Regions from separate parts of the Mus musculus genome. Here regions 1, 2, 4 and 5 are each linked to region 3. Evidence: chromatin contacts called from public ChIA-PET and HiChIP or PLAC-seq data. All regions are on one chromosome and are shown on one strand. Each heading gives the region's core, a stretch centred on a gene start, on an enhancer-like site or on the middle of the called end of the contact. The rest is flanking DNA. Distances are from core to core; before and after follow the strand shown. Region 1 has its middle 77 kb from the start of Ifngas1. Region 2 has its middle 4.6 kb from the start of Gm33624. Region 3 overlaps Gm40777 (a long non-coding RNA gene). Region 4 overlaps Gm33677 (predicted gene, 33677). Region 5 has its middle 6.9 kb from the start of Gm33861.

Region 1 (2,700 bases), core at 33-2,532, 250 kb after region 3:
ATCTCCAAGTATGTGGTCCCTTATTTATGCCTGACTTCTTTTTGGATCAGCCCTTCTTCTTGTCTGACATGAGGCAAACAGCCTCCTTCACCCACAGACTCTTGTCACCACAGGGTTCTACTCAAGCACACAGAACCAAGAGATCATGGATTGAACCCTTGGAAACCATAAGACAAAAGAAGCTATCTCCTTTAAACTGTTCCCTCAGGAACATCAGTCATTGCTATGCCAAAGCAGCTAAGTCTGGCTGTCTTGAGAAGAGGCGCCCGAAGGGTCAAGACCAGTAGGGATATGGCACAGTCACAGTGGAGACTCAGACCAGCAAGGACGTTACAGAGTTGGTGAGAACTTGCTAGGTCATGGGGCTATTTGCCAATAACTTGAGATGAGCTTTAAAAGAAAAAGGACCAAGGAAGACTCATAGGATACTTGTCTGAGTAACCATCAAGCAGTCAGTCTACTTGAGAAGATAGTGGGGGTGGGGCAAAACTGGAGGGCTTCCATTTGTTTGAGGAGTTTATTAAAAGCTCAACTTCAAACCCAAGAGTATCCCCGCTTGTACTGCTATATTGGAAAACATTTTGTAATAAAGGAGAGCAATACAGATTCCCAGCAGGGCCATGAGTGGAGCATATACAAACCTTTAGGATTCTTGGAACAGAAGAGCTGCAAATCCAAGCACATTTGCTGAAAAGCCTGCTAAGGTGAAAGACAGGAAATATACAATATCACACTTGGCTTGGGATACTTCAGGACTGGGAGGATTAAGGAACATTTTATTAAAGCTACAATGGCCTGATTGATTGAGGAAAGAAGGCATTGGGAGCTCAGAGTCGAGAATGAGGGGTGGGAGTGGGGGGCTACTTGAAACCAAACAGCTCCCTTCTCAGGATCACTGAATGGAAACAACCTGGAAGATGCAGAGCATGTAGGCAGTGGGGTTGTTTCCCATTTGACACCAGAAGCTCTCTTGACATTTGTAAATCCACCCTTTTACCAGATCCTCAGATGGACCACAGAGCTGGGTGTCTGTGTAGAATAACGAATTAGACTTCAGCTTTTGTGAGCGGTGATGTTGTCAGAGCATCTGTGTTTCCTTGAGTCTGACAACTGCCTCTGCTATGAGGTTAATTATGGGACCGTGCAACAGAAGTTCCTGACTCTCTTATCAGTACATAAAACAAGCCACATCAAACATGGGAGGGAATGCTATCAGACGCAGGATTGCCTCGTGGAGGTGTGGGTGGGACTTAGAGCCTGTCATCATACTGTAACTGGGGAAACAACACTGTGTCTCAACTCGATAACTTAACAACATCCACATCCTGTCCTCAGGCATTGCACACTGAACACTTCTGAGAACAAAAGCAAGTGTGTGTCATATTCCACGCACTCCTGTGGCTATAGAGCCTTGTGCTCGGCTAAAATATTAGACTGCCATATGTCCTAGTGAAAGAAGAATGAAGTCTAAATGTTTATGGCAGAGCAATTGATGCATTTTATAGGAATAAAATAATTAGCCTTTCCACCCGAGAGATGCTTCTATCTAAAATATTTAACCAGTCTGTGATTAAAAAACAATAAGTTAGTGGACCTTAGCTTCTTATAATGTATGTTCTCCATTAGACCTCGGTTTCTTGATCTGCAATTCCCAGAGATTTTTCAAAGACAGATAAGATACACCCCTTCTTATTAATCTGCCACCAAAGTATAATTATCATATATGGTATACTATCACATACCATATTTATGTAGTAGTTGAAACACAAAGGGGCATTCTCCTATACAGATGAGTCCATTTCTCAAAGGAAAATGTTGTAGCCAACTTTACAGACCTATAACCTTACAGCAACTACTGTCGGCATTTGGGTATGCTCTTGACCCTTTGCTTTTGGGCTGGGAGCTTTGGGGGAAAGGGCTTTGAGACCAGATCTTGCTAAAATGCCTGGCTTCAAATTCACAATCCTGATTTGCCCTCCTGAGAGAGAGCTGGGATTCTGAATTACAGATGTGTAATACCACATCTAGCAGGCGACTGATTTTAATGTTTGACATATGTTGATTATAGACTTTCATAAGTTAATTCTAATTGTGATTAAAGATAAGTTGATTACATTAGATTTTCAAAGTAGTTGATCAATCATACCACTTAAAATTGTCTTTTCCTTTCCAATAGTCAAACTTCTTTTAAAAATTTGTTTTATTTTGTTAGATAGGACCTTCAGGTCAAGACAACACTGCACAATAATACGAGAATTAGCATTGATTTTTTTAAAATGAAACGGCCTAGAAATTGTTCCCAAAGTATAGTGACTGTTGGTTACTAAACATTAAACTCAGTAAGATTTCTTACATTTCTATCACCTTGGAAGATTTTGTTTTCTCTCTCCCATGAGTGAGTTTTATATCTGCTCAGCGTTCTTTAGCCTTTCATGTGTGGTCACATGATCAACTTTGTTTGTCTTACCACCACGTTACTTTGATACTTTGATAGACACCTGCTTGCACACATGGACTTTGCTACTTTGTACGTATCCCATCGACAGCAATTTACTAAGTTTTTAATGATAAGACTGTTGTCTTAGCAGACATATTTGTTAGATAAATGAAGTCACTTATGCTCTGGGGCCCGAGAGCCCCTCAGTTAAACTTTTCTTCTACCTGCTCTTTGGGTGTGGGATTTCTTCTTCTTAGACCAGA
Region 2 (2,747 bases), core at 160-2,659, 130 kb before region 3:
CTGGATCTTGAAATTATTAGGAACCCCACCTTCTCTGTGAAGTACAAATCAGATGGTCCCTTCTACTATTCTAGAGCAAAGGCTTTCGATAACAAAAGGGAAAGACCGTTCCCTTGCTCTGCTGAACTCTTTCTGTCTTCAATTCCTCATTGTGGAAAATGGGGAAAGTTCTGGAAAAACAAGATAGACCTACTCCTGACCATTAAAGACTAAGTGACCTATGGCCAATCTCCTTCGATGGCTAAAGTGCATTCTACTGATTGCCCGCCTGCTCTGTGCCAGTCATGGACTAAGTATGGGGTGTTGGGGGGGCAATCTTTTAAGTCACTCGGCTATTAATGGCCTTGTCTATGCTGGAACTGCAGAGTTATAAAATATTCATGATATAAACTTTGCTTGCCAGATGAGGATCAAAGGCAGCGAGGAAAGGCAAAGGAAAAAGTCATAATTGGAGAGAAGAGTGTTAGTAAAGCTAAAAGGACAGTGCGAACTAACTTGGAGAGCTTTCCAGTGGACAGCCTACCCATGTGCAGTGTCCAAATGGAGGGAGTTCTAACAATAAGCCAGCAAGTCAAAGCCAGAAGCCTGGAAATGCAGGACTTGAAGCCCCAAGGACTGTCATAAGCAGCAAGCCAGGAATCAGGACCATTCACTCACACATAGGTTTTCTAACAATGTAAAGGACAAGTGAAGTCTCCTAATCATTTCCATATATCTCTATTCTGGATGAGATTTTCTTGATAGCACCAAATACCCACAGCACCAAGTATCTGATAGCACTAAGTACCCACAGCACCAAGAACCTGATAGCACCAAGTACCCACAGCATCAAGTACCGATAGCACCAAGTACCCCATAGGACCAAGTACCTGATAGCACTTGATAGCACCAAATACCCACAGCACCAAGTACCTGATAGCAGCAAATATTCACAATACCATGTACCCGATAGGGCCAAGTAACCATAGCACCAAGTACCTGATGGCACCAAGTACCTAATAGCACTTACTCTTTGCGTGTTTGCAGGGTGATCTCAAAACTCCTTTGCATTTCTACTCACGTCACATGGTTAATATGCAATGTCAGTCTATCTACTGACATTGACTTCGTCTCTTTTATACATACATACAGAGAGACAGACAAGAGGGAGACAGAGACACAAAGAGTCAGAGACAGAGACTAGACCAAGAAAGAGAGAGAGGGCACCTGCCTTTCCTTACAGTCTAGGTTCCCTGGAGGCTCTTCCTGGAGAGCTCCCCCTGGATCCTCTCTGGACACTCCCTGTTGCATTTTAACCCAGCCTGTGTTGCCTCCCTTCCTTCTGCCTGCAGAACTCTGCATATCCCCATCTGCCCTTGGCAAACCCCAGTTCATTACTCAACACTCAGTTCCAGAGTCTCCTCCTTTATGAAGACTCTGGATCCTGACTTGTGTTTACAACCCGCTTGCTTACGCTTGTCTCCGTACGTGCTCCCAGGGCTGTGTCCAGCTTGCTCTCCCACGCCTTCTCTCTCAGTGTTTCCCCAGTGGGGTGCATGGTTTTCACTCAGCAATAAAAAGGGACTACTCTTTAGGGTTGGGGTACCAGACAGGTGCAAAGCCAACAGTCCCTTCCAATCCTTCCCGCTGGGAATTAGGGAGAACTGGGAACAGAAGAGGGAACAGAGGCACAGGAGCGTTGGAAATATGAATGGAACAGACGTCCCAGTACCTGAGCTTTTTAGAGATTCCAGTCTGTCCTCCTGCTCTTCTAGAGGGTTAAGAGGAGGGAACATGCTTCAGAAAGGGACATGCTTTGTGTTGGTTTTGTTGTACTTTTCCTGATTTTGATAGGTATTTATAAGCGGGAGCACCGGGGCCGTTCAGTTTTCATTACCTAACTTGGCATTTTCTCTTGTACACACAGCAACTCCGAATCCTCCCCATAGCCTGTAACCACATCCCCCACTGGGCCTAACGCTAAATCAACACTGTCAGTTAAAAACAAACACTGACAGGTGCGGAGCGCATTGAGCTAGGGAGGACGTTTATCCCGAGCTGGGTTTAGCAAACTGAGGGGGAGAAAAACCAATCCTGATTTGGCCAGCCCTTTGGGTTTCCACACACAGGGGGACAGGAGAGGCCACCAAAGGCTTGGAAGACTGCCAGGGTCCCTCCCACACCAGACTCACCTGGGAGAGGGCAGGAGAAACACTTAGGCTTTTGCAAGGACACTCAGGGTTTCTGTCCAGGTCACTCAGGGCTTCTTAGCAGAGGCCCGCCCAGAAGAGTGTTTTTGAGAGGCCGGAACTCCTAGGTGTCCTTAGCTGTAACTCCTGGTGGGGACCAGAGACTGATCAAGGTCAGGAGATTTTTCAGAGAGCTGTCAATGGGAAAACAGCCTTGTGTCCCAACAGTGGCTCCAGTTCTTGTGTACTTCTATGTGTGTACTTGTATGTGTGTGCACCCATATGTATTTGTCTTTGTGTGACACTTCTTGTGTCTTTAGTGGGAAGCCGTGTCCGGGTAGTTGTTGCCTGAACCAGGTGACTGATCTTGAATTATAGGATTGATCACTGCTTGGTTTTGTTGTTGTTGTTTGGTTGGATTTTGGTGCTGGTGATATAACCAGGGATTCTCCCAGAGTATGCAAATACATTGCCAAGAAGCGATACCCCCTCATCCCACTACAAGGACTGATAAGTGGACCCAGATTGCATGAGGCATGTGCTGTATGCCAGTCTGCCTTGCATATTTCACAGGTATTT
Region 3 (2,700 bases), core at 201-2,700:
GCTTACCTCACAAGATGAGGAGGGAGGGTGAGAATCACTTAGGAGCTTTTAGTTACACCAAGAACTTTGCCTTTGACTCTGGCTACTGAAGAGGCATTAGATTTTGAGAAGTGGTGCAACAGGTTTGTCCAAAAGGGACATCTGAAGGGAACACCTGAAAGGTCATCTGGAAGGGATCCTCATGGTAGCCATGTTGGGAATAAAAGGAGCAATGGAGACTACGTAAGAAGATATTTCTCATGATGCGGTTGAGCTGTAGCGTTGCCTTTAATTATGGCGATATTAGCCATAAAGAGAAGTGAGTGGTTGGTAGAATTCTTTTAGTGTGAGGTTATTAGGTTTTGTAGATGATGGGATGGACGGATAAGAGCAAGAGGAGAATAAACAACCACATTCTACTCAATTTCCCGTGGCTGCGATAAAACAGTCTGGCCGGAAGTAACCTGGGGAGGAAAGGGTTTTATTTGGCTTACACTTCCAGGTCATGGGTCATCTCTGAAGGAAGTGACAACAGGATCCCGAGCAGTAACTGAGGCAGAAACAGTTGTCTCCGGCTCACGCTTCGCTAACTTCCCTATATAGCCTAGATGCATGGCAGCCTGGATTTTCCCTCATGAACCACAACCAAGACAACCTGTCACAGACACGGTCCCAGGCCACTGAAATCTGGGAATTCCTCGGTTGAGCTTCCCTTTTTCAAGATGATTCTAGGTTGTGATAAAAGTTGACAAATAAAACTAGCTGAACTGCTTCAAGGCACACGGCCTGGCTGACCGGAACACCGGAAGTTCCCTACGCCGAGACAGGAAGCACATTAGGGGAAATACTTTGGAAGGGTAGAAGTCTGGCATTTAATGCTGGCCACGATATGTTCAGATACAAACTAGTATGCAGCACTACTGAATAAGCAGGCTATTTCAAGAGTCATCGGTGTCCTAAATGTATTCTTCCCCTGGGCCCTTCCACAGTAGGGAGACATGGGGATTTCTGCCCTATTCAAAACGTGCTCGTGAATGTCTACAGAAACTTCAAGACCTTAACAACTTCCAGACAAAGCAAGATGGTAACTGTAAGGAAACAATGTATGCTTTTACAGTATATGATGAATCCCCATAGAGCTGTCTGCAGTGGCTACGCCAGGTCACCTCAGGTAGATCTCAAACAAGCCATGATTTCAGAGTCTCCACAACTAACTGCGAGGCAAAACGATACTTCTTGTTCCAGATTTTTATTTATAAACAAGACCAGTCTGAGCAGTCTCGGTGTAAATAAATACCCAAATAAACAAAGAAAGGAAAGAGCGGGGAGCGGGGAGATGCGTTCCTATCTGTGGAAAGGCAGTGGTGAGGAAATTCCATTAATTAAAAAACTCATGTAGAGGTTACCGGCATGCTGTAGAAGTAGGTACCACCAAAAGCAAAGGCGCACGTACAATAACAGGAAGTGGTAGGGGCTGTGGTATTCTGCAGGGCCCAGGGTGGAGGTGGGGATAGGAAGGCTTGTATGCCACTATTGTGAAAGATGGAAGGAAGGCTAATGCAGTCTGATTTTGTGTTGTTTCTAGAACAACCAGAAACATGTGTATTTACATGAAGTCTAATTTTAAAAGGCTGGACTCGCGTTCACATTTTCAAAAAGTCCCATGTAAAAGCCAAACAAAACATATCTGCAGAATGCTATTGATTGATGGCTTTTAACTTTCACTTTCTAAATTTGCCAGCTACACGCAAACTGTTTTAATTATTGACTGAGTGGATCTTTTAAATCCCCTCATGGCTTTGACGACCTTTTTTCCTGCATAGGAGAGACCGTGCATTTTACTTATGACCTGAAGTTTCTATTTACGTATGAAGTGCTAATATTCACATATACAGGAGTAAAAGCATACTAATAATACAATATACATAATTCCCCACCTTTTCAAGATTTCTTAAAATGAAAGTTGTCAGCTTTCTTATTGTTTCTGTGTAAAAACTTCTCAGATTATAGCTCTGCGTTAACAACACGGAACAAAGGAAAGTCGGCTTTGCCGACTCCAAAATAGGTTGACATTTTGAAAGACCGTCATGAAATGTTTCTTCAAACGATGTTTCAGAAATCGCAAGAGGTGGAAGAAAAAGGACAGGCTCTGACTGGATTCAACCCATGGTGGAAAGGATTTTTATTATGATCCTGGGTGTTTTTCATATTTCCCCCAGTAAGTCATTTTTTCATCCCCCCTTTTTTTCTGGAAATCTTCACTGAAAGAAAGGAACCCAAGATGATGGAGTAGACTTTGTGGGGCACATTACCTTTTTCCTTCCCAATAGGTGGCTGGAACCTAGTTCATGACCCTAGAGGAACTAGCGCTCATTGTCAACTCAATACAATCTAGGTGTAATCTAAGAAGTCCTAATGTGGATTGTCTAGACTAGGTTAGTTATGCACGTGTCTGTGAGGGATTATTCTGCATAGATTGATCCCAGTGGGACAGTCCTCTAGACAGGAAATGGTGGACTCTGTGAGCATGGAGAGAGCAAGCTGAGCACTCTGGTGCATTCGTAAACTCCTTGCTCTGTGGTCTTGACTATGGATGTAATATATGCCTCAGGTGTCCTGACTTCCCCACAAGAATAAACTATAAATGAACTGTGAACCAACTAAATTCCTTAGCCCCTAAGTTGCTTTTATCAAGATGTTTTATCACAGGAAAACACACAC
Region 4 (2,700 bases), core at 43-2,542, 160 kb before region 3:
TGTTTTTTAAAAAGCCCCAGGGTGGGCAGCTGTAAATCCCAGCAGCTGCCTGGAGAATGTCGGTGAAAAGGAGGTGGGGGTGGGCAAGGCCTGACATTTGAGTGGGAGGGGGCTTTAGAAAGAGCATGGAAGTCCAAAGTACCATGGTGTGTGTGTGTGTGTGTGTGTGTGTGTGTGTGTGTGTGTGTGTGTTTGCATGTGTGCTCACACACCTATACACAGCATGTACACAGACATAGGCACACTTAAGGCAGTGGCTCTCAATCTATGGGTTGAAATCCCTTGGGGGGGGGAGTGTCTAACAACCCTTTCACAGGGGTCACATGTCAGATATGCTGCATTTCAGATGTGTAGTACAACCACGTTATGCTTATCCCCAACTAGCTCACAAATAAATGAGACTCCGACTATGGTTATTTTACTTGGCGTTGATAATTACTGGGGGTCACCCTTAATCTACTCTTTTGACTGCTGGCCTGGCTACCTTCCCAGGGGTATAACCCCAGATACTTGCTGTTTCTCCTGGCCACATGCTCACGGTCCATCTCTTCTCTTGGAGGCTTCCTCTTCTCCCCTCATCCCTCCTCCTTCTCCTCCTGGTCCCCACCCCCTCCTTCTCCACTGCCAACCAGGTTACTCAAAACCCATCTACCTTGAATCCCTCCAGTAATTGGATTCAACCAATTTTATTTAACCAGTAGTTTTAAATCAAAGAATAAGGTTTGCACAACAAAAGCTTGTCAACTCTAGGGTCCAGACATTTGGGCACAGAATTTAGCATTACAATACATAACAACAGACCAAACTCAACACTGATATTACATTACGATTCATAACAGTAGCAAAATTACAGTTATGAAGTAGCAAGGAAAATCATTTTTATGGTCGGGGTGAGGGGTCCCCACAGCATGAGGAACTGTATTAAAGGGTTGCAGCATTAGGGAGGGTGAGGACCAGTGGCTGAGGAGTTAGCATCTAGAAGAAAGAGACAAAAGAAAGGAAAAGTTGCCCTTTCCTGAGGCAAAGAAGAAGGGCTGGGCTGAAAGTAGAATGGGTATCTGAACCATTCTCCCAGCTTCCCTCTCTCCCATGGTGATCCTAGGAAAATATTCCTCACAGTGATTCTGGGACCCACAGACATTTTGTGTCTGCCTCTCTGAATCATTTTCCCACCAGACACACCTAGAGCTGGAAAGAAGAGCAGCCTGGCGTGGGTCTGTTGGAGTGGTATTGTTAAGACTGTCTGTGTCAGCAAGGGCTGAGGTCAGAGCATATGTCACGTGTCCCTGAGGCTCACTCCGACACAACTGGGACAATGGTGAGACAACAGTGCCTAATCCAGCTGGAGAGTTGCTGAACACCCCGCAGCTGAGGGCCCCACTGCTTTCTAGCAGTAACTAGGGCTCTTTTATCAACCCCCAAGTCATGATTTCCCTCAATATACTAAATGTTTTAAAAAGAAGAAAGCCATTTTTAAAGGGCTGACACTCACAAACAGTCAAAAGCTGAAGTGGTACTCTTCCCCTCACAACACATTTTAAAGTTTTAGAAAAATCTAGAAAGGAAGTAGCCAGACTAAGGCACTTTCTTTATTTCTAAATCTTTTTTGTTTTGTTTTGTTTGTTTGTTTTTTCTGGATCTTAAAAAAAAAATGTATATGTGATCTTCAGGAAGGAAGGGGAAGATATTTATAGGCTGTTCCTGACTTCCTGTTTCTAAAGATAGTCTGCTAGTATCTACAATTTCTGTTCAGAACGTTGGCTCTACTTGCATGACAAAGGACGCAGTGTTCAGAGACCTCCCTTCCTCCCCACATCTTAGGCATTTGCTGCCATACTTATGAGGACCTTTGGAGTCCTGATTTAGGTGACTTATAAACCCCTCCCTCAGGGTGGGGGAGTAGGTTTACCATTGCCGAATCTCTTCTAGAGAGCCTCACTGCCTCAAGCAAAGACTGAACCTAAGGGTCTGTCCGGGTCCATCCATTCCTTGCTGGTGCTTGGAGTGCTTGTGAAAAGACGCCTGTCACATTTAAACTGACTTTAATATTATTTAAAGAAAAATGATTACCTACTGAGTTCAAAGCCATAGTTCAGACAGGAAAGGGGGTGGGCAGGTGGGTGTTTTTAGTGTTTCTTGAATGTATCAAAACTTCTTCAAAATCCTACAATGTGCCAATTCATTTGAGACTTCTTACCATTTGTTTCAAACAGGTAAGACTTTGTTGCCTCGAGTCTTCCAGAAGCAGAAGGCCCCTGGAGTCTTGGTTTATTTGGTAGGTCAGCCAGATGCTAATACTGGGGACCCTGCCCTATGTGTCCTTTGATTTAGCCCACAGATATATCTCTACCAAGATCAAGAATTGCTGACGACTACTGTAACAAAAAGGAGCAGCCATTGCCTGGGCTCACCTCTGAAGAGCTTAGAGGCACCGGCTGCCAGCAATGAGTGCTTGCAAGAGGGAGGGACTGCGCTCCTGGAAGGGGCGCCCGCCCAACCAGATGTGGGACTTGTGTCTGAGACCTGAGATGGGGAGGGGAGATAGGAGGACAGGACTAGATTGCTATGCAGGGAACACCTGCAGGCAGAGAGGACAAGGCCATGGAGGTACACAGAGAGGAGGAAAAATTCAGTGTCTCAGAGCATCTAGGGCAAATGCGTCCATTGTGACAGAATCAGCCCTGGGAAGACAGTCATAGG
Region 5 (2,700 bases), core at 161-2,660, 200 kb before region 3:
GTCCAGGCAGACATGGTGAGGAGCTGAGAATTTTGCATCTTGATCAGAAGGCAGCTAAGAGAAGACTGTCTTCCAGGCAGCTGAGAGGAATGTAGGCTTAGATTTTTCAAAACCTATTTTACTAGGGGTTCTCAAATGCTTCAACCCCTCTTCTAGCCCACCATCCAAACATAGGGGAGAAGAGATGGTAAACAGGACAGGGGGATGTGGACCTGTCTAGAAGTAGTTCTTTGGGGATGTGTCCAATCTCCATTGTCTGGGTACCAGCAGTCCAGTTCAGTGATGTTAAGACACCAAACTGAAATCAGCAGTGGTGGCAGGAACCAGGCTTCTGCCATAGCAGCATCGAGTCAGTGGGAGTGACCAGAACCAGCCATAATGCCAGGAGAAGTTCTTTGCTGTGCCTCTCTTATCAAAGCAAAGACGCAAGACCAATGAAGCATCGCAAGGCCAGCTATGCAAGCACCCCATCGCAATCTGCTGAGTCCTATTTATACTCTCTCCAAACATCATGTCTTTCCATGTGTCCTGCCTCAGCATAACACCACATGAGTTTGCATCACATGACACAACCAGAAACTTCCACTTCAGAGGAGGGTCTCAAAGCCCACTCCCCCAGTGACACACTTCCTCCAACAAGGCCACACCTCTTAATAGTGCCATTCCCTGGGCAAAGCATATTCAAACCACCACAGGTTCCTATCCAGCCGGTCTTTGTAGCCCGCTGGGGAGGGAAGAAATTACTATTCAGTGTTTTCTCTTTGGGGCCTTCAGACAAAATGCAGAGATAACAAGAGAATCTCTTCACACCTCACAGAGAGTTGTAGATTTCACATTGCTGGGGGAACTTCCTGTGCTAACTGCACATTGAGACTCCCTCATGACTCATTTTGAAAAGTTATTTCCAGATTGTACTGTCTCTGGGAAATAGTGCTTGTTCTTTGATGATGTCCACAAATGTCCTCATGTCTGCACCAACAACTGTTTGCCAGCTTAACGGGAACATAATTGAAGTGTCCAAACGGGTAGAAAGCCCTATATAACCATGGCTGTTTCTTCTTTGCAAATTTCAGCTCTGTGAATGTTTTAACTCTTTAAGGCCTGGATGCTATTGCCATCATACGATAAAGAAAAAGACAAGGCAGGAACAAATTAAGATATATATATATGCATATATATATATATATATATATATATATATATATATATATAATACCAAGGTCACATGACTAGGAGAAAAGTGTCTTGGCTAAGGTTTCTATTGTTGTGATAAAACACCATGACCAAAAGCAACTTGGTGTGGCTAAGGTTTATTTCAGCTTAGAACGCTCAGCTCACACTTGGTCAGAAGCAAGGGAAGTGAAGAATGAAGTAAAGGTCACAGAAGAACAAGGCTTCCTGGCTTCCTCCTCATGACGTACTCAGCATGCTCTCTCATACCATCTAGGAGTACCTACCCTGGAGTGGCACTCTCCACAATGGGCTGGGCCCTCCCACATCAGTTATAATCAAGAAAATGCCCCTACAGACTTGCAAATCTGGCCAATCCAGTAGGGGAATTCTCTCAATTGAAAGGTTGCCTCTTCCCAAAGGACTCCAGCCTATGCCAAGTTGACATGAAAAGTAGGCCCCACACAGAACTATCCCAAAGCCCTGCTTACCTGCTCCCAGAGCTCCCACTCATGGCTACATTCTGTGACTGGGGTAAGACTACTGCAAGGAATGAGACCCCCTCCTCTGTTGACCTTCCACCAAAGCCCTTTGGAGTTTCCTTAGTCTAGGACGCGTGCCCAGGGGAGGGGATAGCCTCTGAGTCAAAGTTAGGTCCTCAGGGTTGTGGGTTGGGCTCCAACACTTGATATTGCTGCACACAGGGTGGGGAGAGCACATTTTGGAGAGATGGGATTGTTTTCTCAGGATAAGAACCCTGGGAAGATGGTCCCCTGTCTGGATCTTTCTGCAGTTAGACCACCGCGAGAACTGTGAGCTAAACGAAGTGCATCTGTAAGGGAGCATGTAGTATAGGTTCTGTGAATTAACTCCAGGTATACGTCTGGATAAGGGCGACACACCTCCGCTCCTTCAAGAAGGTGGCTGAAGTATGGCCATGTCCACCTCAACCTTTTGTCTGAGCCCACCAGAGGAGGTTGTCTGGGGGTTCCGGGTATGCAATGAGGAACCAGCTGGGACTTCTGGAAGAGAAGGAATGAGAACAGGTGTTCAGATGCAAGAGCCCATTGAGAGAAGGAATTTTAAATAATCCTCTTCCCAATATGTTCTTAAAGGATCTGGCCTGTGTCGGGGAGGAGGAGGGAGGGAGGGAGCGTGCTTAGCCTTAGAGCTTTCTTTTCTGGTATCCGAGGCAGCAGGTCAGAACAAGATTTGGCAGAGGGCAACTCAATAGACCTGCTAGATCAGCAAGGACAAGGGCAAAGAAGCCATGTCACAAGGCTTGCTGGAACCCTGGCTGGAACACCATAGGTGGCCAACAAAATAGCCCATGCCCTCATCCAGTGACTGCCCCACCTGGGAATCCATCCCATATACAGTTACCAAACCCAGACACTATTGTGGATGCCAACAAGTGCTTGCTGACAGGAGCCTAATATAGCTGTCTCCTGTGAGGCTCTGCCAGTGCCTGACAAATACAGGAGTGGGTGCTCACAGCCTGGACTGAGCACAGGGTCACCAATGAAGGAG

Evidence for each region. ChIA-PET counts read pairs in DNA pulled down with a chosen protein or histone mark. HiChIP or PLAC-seq counts read pairs in DNA pulled down with a chosen protein or histone mark.
Region 1: a contact with region 3 is called in a Foxp3 HiChIP or PLAC-seq map of regulatory T cells, with 3 times the contacts expected there. The contact joins two enhancer-like sites. A contact is called at or near these places in 3 of 484 Hi-C or Micro-C datasets (myocytes, rod photoreceptor and uterus) and 6 of 115 datasets of contacts at active chromatin or transcription factors (bone marrow-derived macrophages, embryonic forebrain, embryonic limb bud and 3 more).
Region 2: a contact with region 3 is called in an H3K27ac HiChIP or PLAC-seq map of double positive thymocytes, with 5 read pairs. The contact joins two enhancer-like sites. A contact is called at or near these places in 5 of 484 Hi-C or Micro-C datasets (CD4 T cells, cerebral cortex, effector CD8 T cells and 2 more), 7 of 115 datasets of contacts at active chromatin or transcription factors (CD8 T cells, the NIH/3T3 cell line, T-cell acute lymphoblastic leukemia and 4 more) and 1 of 9 other capture datasets (adipose tissue).
Region 4: a contact with region 3 is called in an H3K27ac HiChIP or PLAC-seq map of double positive thymocytes, with 2.7 times the contacts expected there. The contact joins two enhancer-like sites. A contact is called at or near these places in 3 of 39 promoter capture datasets (neural stem cells, second pharyngeal arch cranial neural crest and trophoblast stem cells), 1 of 15 datasets of contacts at CTCF or cohesin (the NIH/3T3 cell line), 14 of 484 Hi-C or Micro-C datasets (B cells, CD4 T cells, LSK cells and 10 more), 13 of 115 datasets of contacts at active chromatin or transcription factors (the NIH/3T3 cell line, astrocytes, a beta-TC-6 cell line and 10 more) and 1 of 9 other capture datasets (adipose tissue).
Region 5: an RNA polymerase II ChIA-PET map of effector CD8 T cells shows a contact between it and region 3, with 8 read pairs. The contact joins two enhancer-like sites. A contact is called at or near these places in 3 of 39 promoter capture datasets (the HPC-7 cell line, maxillary cranial neural crest and trophoblast stem cells), 11 of 484 Hi-C or Micro-C datasets (3T3-L1-derived adipocytes, the G1E-ER4 cell line, beige adipocytes and 7 more), 8 of 115 datasets of contacts at active chromatin or transcription factors (effector CD8 T cells, embryonic hindbrain, embryonic midbrain and 5 more) and 2 of 9 other capture datasets (adipose tissue and liver).

The regions. Positions count from the first base shown.
Region 1 is chr10:118,632,178-118,634,877 of GRCm38.p6, reverse strand. No RefSeq gene overlaps it. Among named protein-coding and RNA genes, the nearest start is that of Ifngas1, 77 kb to the right of the region's middle. Within about 2 kb of position 1,282, at least 41 of the 459 cell types and tissues checked have an H3K27ac peak or open chromatin away from gene starts, as enhancers often do. A contact at or near this core is called in regulatory T cells, where this site is marked.
Region 2 is chr10:119,010,398-119,013,144 of GRCm38.p6, reverse strand. No RefSeq gene overlaps it. Among named protein-coding and RNA genes, the nearest start is that of Gm33624, 4.6 kb to the right of the region's middle. Within about 2 kb of position 1,409, at least 64 of the 459 cell types and tissues checked have an H3K27ac peak or open chromatin away from gene starts, as enhancers often do. A contact at or near this core is called in CD8 T cells and double positive thymocytes, where this site is marked.
Region 3 is chr10:118,881,456-118,884,155 of GRCm38.p6, reverse strand. Gm40777 (a long non-coding RNA gene) reads right to left here. Exons shown (of 3, transcript XR_872090.1): 3 at 1,815-2,700. It also overlaps a transcript of Dyrk2 not described here and the pseudogene Gm26976. Among named protein-coding and RNA genes, the nearest start is that of Gm40777, 11 kb to the right of the region's middle. Within about 2 kb of position 1,450, at least 117 of the 459 cell types and tissues checked have an H3K27ac peak or open chromatin away from gene starts, as enhancers often do. A contact at or near this core is called in CD8 T cells, adipose tissue, double positive thymocytes and 4 more, where this site is marked.
Region 4 is chr10:119,038,978-119,041,677 of GRCm38.p6, reverse strand. All of the region lies in intron 3 of Gm33677 (predicted gene, 33677), which reads left to right. Among named protein-coding and RNA genes, the nearest start is that of Gm33677, 10 kb to the left of the region's middle. Within about 2 kb of position 1,292, at least 40 of the 459 cell types and tissues checked have an H3K27ac peak or open chromatin away from gene starts, as enhancers often do. A contact at or near this core is called in adipose tissue, double positive thymocytes and regulatory T cells, where this site is marked.
Region 5 is chr10:119,081,756-119,084,455 of GRCm38.p6, reverse strand. No RefSeq gene overlaps it. Among named protein-coding and RNA genes, the nearest start is that of Gm33861, 6.9 kb to the right of the region's middle. Within about 2 kb of position 1,410, at least 14 of the 459 cell types and tissues checked have an H3K27ac peak or open chromatin away from gene starts, as enhancers often do. A contact at or near this core is called in effector CD8 T cells, memory CD8 T cells and rod photoreceptor, where this site is marked.